Regions from separate parts of the Arabidopsis thaliana genome. Here region 2 is linked to region 1. The links are chromatin contacts, called in public capture Hi-C maps. All regions are on one chromosome and are shown on one strand. The core of a region is the stretch at or near the end of the contact, and the rest is flanking DNA. Distances in the headings are between cores, read along the strand shown. Region 1 holds the start of EGY1 (Peptidase M50 family protein). Region 2 holds the start of AT5G35530 (Ribosomal protein S3 family protein).

Region 1 (3,921 bases), core at 512-3,011:
TCAGGAAGAATCGACTTAAACTGTACAAATCAAATAAAATGATTTACTAACGCTACTACACTAGCCAATACTCTCGTTATCGAAACACTTCATTAGAGGAAGACGAATGCATTGAGAAAGAGAAGTAAATGGATGCATTTTGAACCATAGTAGCGTAGAAAGATGTCTTCTTCTAGATGTGACTTACCTAGAGTTCAACAGGAGATAAGTCCCATAAACTTAAAAGAAATGAGTAGGATTATTACCTGTGTGATTGCCCCAAAGCTGCCGAGTGTAATGTTTGGAATGAAGTATGGAATGCTAAGCTTAACTTTCTTTGGAACTGCAGCAAGAAAGTGCCCTAATTCCTGCAAATAAACAAGTCTAAACGAATTACTGAAAGTTTATCATTCTACCAAGGAACATGTCTGCAACATCATAAAAAGAAAAGCATTACGATAGAGACACATAAGTTTTTACTTACATGAAACAAAAGAATTCCCAATACACCATAAGCTAAAGGCAATGCAGCATCTACAAATGGATACAGCAGCTCCATATCAGGTGGTTCAACAGCATTTGGATCGGTGAAATACTTTACCACCTCAGGAGGTAAGCGGTTAATCTGTTAAATCAAGTAACTTCCATTATTGCATTAAAGAATAACAGATCAACGACATCATGATGTTCGTGCTTTAGCGAAAAACATGTACCTGAGAAGCAATTCCTAACTCCACAGAGGAACCAATAGTCAAAAGAAACAATATTAAAGCAATCACATACTGCCAGAGTGTAGTTGGTCCAGGCTCCGAAACTTCTTTACGAAGCAAACCAAAGCTAACACGAGCACCACCGCGAGGATCAGGTCCTTCTGAGTTAGGCTCCTCAATCATGAATAAATTATATTTATCACTAGCAACTTCAACTAGTTTTCTCTGAAGTTTTGCAAAAACATCTTCTTTCTTTCCTCTCAAGTTCCCAAGAAAGAGAATTCCTTCCCCAAGGTCCCCAAATGGCTCTTCTTTCGTCACCCAAAATGTCGAATAACCGAAAAGTTTGTCCTTTATTAACTTGACATCTGCAGGATCTACTTTCTCTGGTCCAAGAAGCTCCATTAGCTTAAACGAATCTATTTGGAAGCTACTATATGTTGGATCAATAGTTGATGGCTGAGGAAAAAGACACAAACTTGTACTCTTAGTAACACAGTGTTTAAGAGATTGATACTAATAACCAAAATACAACCTACGAAATCGAGCAATTTCATAAAATGTGTTACAGTCCCTTCCTTGAACTCAACGTTTTCAATTTTCCATTAAAAAGATTTGCTTTTGATTTTGGTAACCACCAAACAGGACAAAACAGAACATAAGTCAGAGATAATTGTGTGTGTGTGTACCATTGAAGTCTTGTCGGAACCGAACTCGTTGCTGCTGCTAGTAGTAGAGCTACTCTTACTTGTCTCTTCATCTTCTTCTTCAAACGTTGCCGTTTTAACAACCGAAGACTTGTGGGTTTCTCCGTTTTCTCCGATACTGTCGTCTCTGTTACTGTTTTCGTCATTGCCTAAACACTTTGCAATCCTAAATCTATGAGAATCCTCTGTAGAAGAGAAACAGAGTCTCTTTTGCCATTTGGGCAGAGTTGTAATTGTTGTCTTAATGTTTTCCCGGTGAAATGATCGGAATCTAATGTTAACGGCAGCGGCAAAAGCGACGCTGGTGAGAGTCCCCATTGGAGTGGAGAGAGAGAGAGAGATAAGGGAAACGTTTATGTGGGAGCGCTTTAAAGATTGGATTATCTTCTACCGGTTTTGTACCGGTTTCATTGGCCATTTTGATTTCGGTTTACTATCTTTGGCTTCAAATATCGGTTTATCTTTACCGGTTTCATACAATTGACACATATATTCCACGATATCGATACCGGTCTATTGAATCATCAATCACCTCAAATAAATGGTTAAGTGATTTAGTTCGAATCGGTTGAATGACGAAGGATAAGTCATGAGTCATGACTAAGTGAAATAATCAAGAAACTTAGCCAAGCGAGGATGGATGGTCAAGTGGTTAAGTCATAAAGGGAATGTTTTATGTATGATCAGACTGTCATGTTGGTTTTGGACTTTCTTTTAAGAGCTGTACGTAAAGATTCGTGCACAGACCATACCGGTTAGGGTATAAGATGAAAAAGTATATTGTAGGCAAAATCTCCATTTATTTGATGAAAAAGTAATTTGTTCAAGTATCCAGTATTTGAGGTCTACATCGAGTTATCTTTACCGGTTTCATACAATTTATTTGAGGTTAAAATCTCACTTTGAGAAATTGTTCAAGTATCCAGTACTTTAATAAGATGAAAAAGTATATTGTAGGCAAAAATATCTTGATTTTTAGCAATGTAGCATTACTACATATTTCTTTGGAAAAAAAACTATCTTTTTCTAGCATAGATTTCTTCATATGTGGTATGGTTTACTTTTATTATAAATAAAAAAATCGGAATATTCGATATTTATCTTTGTATATACACAAATACAACTATATTTTAAAGGTTTTAACTATACGGTTTGAAACTGTTACTGTTAATTAAAAGTTACAGTAAGTATATCTTTTTAATCCTACTAATCTATTTTACAGTTACGGTTTAGAAACGGTTCGGTTACGATCCTAAATAGTGATTTTGATGATGCCTAAAAAACATGTTTGGTTCTTTGTTTTCAATAAGCCGGGACTTGTTTGGTTTAATTATATTTAGCTTTCTTTAATTCTTAACCGGAATTTAGTTTTGTTTTCAATTAGCCGGGACTTGTTTTATTAATTAATTCTATTTATTTATTAATTTCAGATTTATTAAAGAGTAAATTTGGAAAAATGCCCTATTTTTGAGTTTTCATTTGAAAAATACCTTCTCTTTTTTTTCTTTTTAAACAATTAATTTTTAATATACAAAATTACTAAAATAGTCTCATTAAAATTTAAGAATAACTGAAAAACGTTTTTAACTTAAAACAGAAAAAAAAATCATAAATTAAAATTTGATGTATTTAATAATTTTAAGAATAATTATTATCTTAAATATTTTTAAACAAAATTTTGTCTAAAAAGTAAAAAATAAACTTTACTAAGTGATACTTTTTAAATATTTAAAAATATTATTTTATTAAATTTTAATAAATAAATTTTTTATCTCAGAAATAGTTGAAAAAATATTTAAGAAGTCAAATTTAATTCTTATCTTAAATAGTTTTAAACAAAATTTTGTCCAAAAAAGCAAATAAGTTTTATTAAATGATAGACTTCAGAATATTTTTCGACACTATTTTGGTTAAATTTTTAAATATCTAAAATAAATAAATCTTTATCTCAAAAAATAGTTGAAAACATAATTATGAATTCAAATTTATTTTATTTTAATTTTTTTCTTCTAAATTTCGAATTTTGTTTTAATTTATTAAGAAAATAGCTTTTATTTTAAATCTGGATAAAATTGTCATCTAACATATTAAAAATTACAATTTATTTTATTAAAAATAGAGAGAGATGTATTTTTCAAATGAAAACTCAAAAGCAGGGTAGTTTTCATAATCTCTCTTTATTCAATATGGATTAACTAATAATTAATTGTTTAAATACGACTAAGAAATGGGTTAAAATTAAGGATTTGATCTCTTTAAACCGTAAATCGGAAATTGTTGTCTTGTTAACTGATGTTAGAATCTAGTGGAATATTATAAAGCTATAAAGCATGGACATACGACTAATTGCCGCCTCATGAAAATGGGCCAAAGTATGATTTTAGGTTTTTTAACAGATGATCAAAATGAGGAAAAAATCATGCCAATCATGCCAACAATACAAAACAAACATTTGTTCCAGAAGCTTAAAACTCTCTAAAGAGCATTTACCAATCGATCGGTGGCCCTGCTTAGCCAATCCTGCC
Region 2 (3,921 bases), core at 854-3,353, 220 kb after region 1:
AGATAAATAAAATTTAAACAAAAGATAACGAAAAACATACATTCATATCCTTGATGTAATTCAACCTCCAGAACTTTAAGTATTAACTTAGAATAACATGAGAAAACTAGTACTGTCCCAAAAAAAGAACCATCCCCATTGGGTTTTAAACCAGAAAACGAAAAGGCTCTCTAAGCAACTGGCATTGCTGGATAATCTGTGGTGGTTAATGGAGCTTCCGGTACAAAAGCAGCTTGAGTAACAACCTGAGCAGGTGCAATGTATACATCATCTTCTTTCGGTGTATGGATGATCACAACATCAGGCAATGGTGTCATCGGTCCTTGTTTGCCCTTGGGGTCCCAGTCAAGCATGATCTTCACCTTGAGACCAAGCACACCCTGCACATGTGATTAACCAGATTCAGGTTACACAAGATCTCACTAGGTAGAATGTGATTCAAGAAACAGGTTTCCACTGTGAAGAACTGACCTGTCTAAGAAGAACATGCCTAACTGCAGCATCAATGTATTCCTTGGTTGGCTGACCTGAGGAAACCATGTAACCATCCTTGAACTTCATCGACTTAGCACGTGCAGCACGGAGTTTTCCACTCACAATGACCTGCATACATGATAAGAACCCTATAGAGGTATTCTGAAAGAAAGGTAACAGAAAACAAAGAGGTTTGCACTCACTTCGCATCCTTTAGCTCCACTCTCCATAACAAACCTTAAAACACCATAGCACGCCCTATACAACAAAATATCATGCAATATTAACATTCTGAGCATAAGAGATCAAAGCATAAAAGCCATATTTAGGAGAACAGTTCAAATTTAAAGTAACATAATAGAAAGCCTGATAGACTCGATGTGGGTATCTAGACAACTAAAAATCAAACCGAATGATAATCACGAGTGGAATAAAAGGATTTCTAATTACACTGATCTATAGACGCAGCTAACAACAAGTCCAACACTAATATAACTTCAGCGGCAAATCATGTTTACTAATACGCAACACTTGTTACACAGTTTGTTTAATCGAAGGATAGAATACAGACATTGGACCGATACATAGCTTAACTACATTAACACAAAGTCTACACGAACATACAAATAGCAAACTCTAATTTGTCCCATGCTTTAAGCCATGTAAAGAAAAATACAGAAAATCGATTCAGGATACTTCACTACATTAACAAAGTCTTAAACTGATTCAGGACACTTCACACAAACACTATTTTAACGCAGTTTGTTAATCATGCACAGATAGAAAACGACACTGGATCACCACCTAGATAAACTACATTAACACATAGTCTAAGTACCATTATCTCCTATTTGTTTCATCACCATTCTTTAAGCCAAAAACAGAAAGAGACATTAAACTAATTCAGGATACTTCACTACATTAACACACAGTCTTAAGCATCAATCTAACAAATCAACACCGGAATGATAGCTACAAAAGGATGCAGCAATAGAAACACGTCATACCTACGAACAGCAAGACCACCAAGAAGCTTGTAACGAAGAGACTCAGCCTGAGCAATAGCACAAAGACCTCTGTTAGCAACCTTCTCAGCATAAAGCTCAACACTGTCCTGAGGAAATTTGAATCTCTTTTGTACAAGAGATGTCAATTCCCTAATCCTCCTTCCCTTCTCACCTAAACCAAACAGAGAATCATCAAATTGATATCATAGAAACAAAAAAAGGTCGAATCAGAGCAAGGTTAACGAAAATGCACCAACATACCGAGAACGTTTTGAGTACGAGTGGCTCTAATGATGATCTCAGTACGCATAGGAGTGACGCGAACCTCAACACCAGAGTAACCATCCTCAGCAAGCTCTCTGGTTAGAACCTCATTGAGTTCAGCGTAAAACACACCATCGGCTACGAACTACAAAATTCAAAACTTTTTTTGTGTTAAGCTTAGAATACGATACATTGGTAGAGAGATAGAGACAGGGGAGGGCAAAAGATATCACCTTTCTCTTCTTGCTGATCTGGGTCGCCATGATTGTTTGCAAAGCTTGAGGAGGCTAGAGACAAAAACCCTAGATTCGGAGAAGAGAGTGCGTTAGGAGTGAAATGATAAAATTGTGTGGTTAAATAAAGTTAAGAGCAAGGCCCGGCCTTTTAAGGCCCATTTCTATTGACAAGCCACAATATAAAGGGACTGAAAATAAAACCATTTCACCCGTATTAAAATTAGTGACAGTGAGAATTGAATTTAGCTATCCCGATCACGTCTCATATCTATAATTTCCGTTCCTTGTGTTAGCAAGAGTAGTTTAGATAGTATTTTTCTGTTCAAAAAAAAAAAAAAAAAAAGATAGTATTTTCATTTTCCAAATTACGATGATGTTATTGGTTCGTGATTTTGAAAGAGTTTTTAGTGAATTTTAAAAAGTATTAGACGGTACATGTGCTACGCACAATATTCATGCTTTAATTAGTTTATCAGTTTCACTTCTTTATATATATTACGAATTTCAGGTATTTTATTTGTCTATAAATGTTTATTTGTATAATTTATAAATTTTAAGAGTTTCAAAATTTATTATTGGTATCATTTGAACATGGATACTATTATAATTATATATTTAATATATATAGTTGTATAGATAGTATGTCAAGGTTTAGTATATTTTATTAACATGTAAATTAATTATCAAATTTGACAAATTAATAAGACAAACATAAATTTTATCAAAATCAGAATTATAGAAGAAAAACTTAAAAGAATTATTAATAAAAACTTAAATTTAAATTCAATTAAGTTAACTAACAAAAATTAATTTCAACAAAAATGTAATTAATTTTATTTTTAAATATTTAAACAGATTTTTATATTTTAATTATCAAACATAATAGATGGTCTAATTAAATGTTTTAACAGTTATTTAAATAAATTTAGAATATTCAAACCAATTCGAATTCAAACACATTAATTTGATATTTATAATATCATATATATAAAATAAAGCAGATTTGTTATATTTAATTAGGAAATGTTTTTTAAATTATCTTATTGGATTAGTAGTATTTAAACATATAATGAGTTTTCATTTAAAGATGCTCCCAAGCGACTTTTCCGAAACGGTTTTCGCTAGCTACTTCGGAACCCTAGATCTCCTTCTGCCGGCGATCTAATCCTCCTTTCCGGCGACTACCTTCCCCCTCAGTTCCGCCTCCTCGCCTCTACCCCCATCTTGTAGTCTCCTTTGCTTACCGAAGGCTCCTCAGATCTGACGAGTTTCCAGATCTCCTCGCCTTTTCCCGATGTCTCGTCGTTACTCTCCTAGCGATCGCAGATCCACCCTGGATCCCCCTTTCCGGCCTCCTCGCCCTCCGAGAGTTAAAGTCCCGGCTTTTGACAACTCTGAGTTGTTGCGCAGACATGCCCTCACGGCCATCGGCAGACTTACCAATCCGGCGGAACAAGACGTCTGGGCAGTACTGCCTTTCCTAGCCGACCACTGGAAGTTTTCCACCCGACCTACTGGAGCAGATCTTGGGAATGGGTTATTCCAATTCCAATTCGCGACTGAGCAAGACCTTGCTAGAGCCCTAAAGTATCAACCCTACCATTTTTCGCAATGGATGATAATTTTCCAACGTTGGGAGCCGACGATTGATAAGGATTTCCCTTCCCAGATCCCTTTCTGGATCAATGTTCAAGGTGTGTCGATTCATCTTTGGTCTGAAGGAATCCTGGTTAGTATTGCGAAGAGTGTGGGAGTTCTAGAGAAGACTGAAGTTTCGTCTACCTTCTTTCGAATGAGGGTGCTAGTAAATGGGCTGAAGCCCCTCGTGTTGAAGACGATTGTGGAGTTTGAAGATGGGAGTGAAGTGGAAGCCTCCCTAGTTTACGAGAAGCTGAGAAATTATTGCAAATCCTGCTACAAGCTGGATCATTCCCATCTGT

The links. Capture Hi-C pulls out chosen DNA fragments and counts their contacts.
Region 2: a capture Hi-C map of seedling shows a contact between it and region 1, with 2.2 times the contacts expected there. The contact joins the promoter of AT5G35530 here to the promoter of EGY1 in region 1. A contact is called at or near these places in 1 of 26 Hi-C or Micro-C datasets (root) and 1 of 3 other capture datasets (seedling).

Annotation. Positions count from the first base shown.
Region 1 is chr5:13,485,833-13,489,753 of TAIR10.1, forward strand. EGY1 (Peptidase M50 family protein) reads right to left here and starts at 1,762. Exons shown (of 10, transcript NM_122913.4): 1 at 1,379-1,762; 2 at 693-1,148; 3 at 464-604; 4 at 246-347; 5 at 1-20. The coding sequence starts at 1,714.
Region 2 is chr5:13,710,185-13,714,105 of TAIR10.1, forward strand. It overlaps AT5G35530 (Ribosomal protein S3 family protein), which reads right to left and starts at 2,104. Exons shown (of 6, transcript NM_122944.5): 1 at 1,979-2,104; 2 at 1,743-1,890; 3 at 1,482-1,653; 4 at 678-732; 5 at 472-603; 6 at 1-380. The coding sequence starts at 2,008. The coding sequence ends at 171. It also overlaps the pseudogene AT5G35535.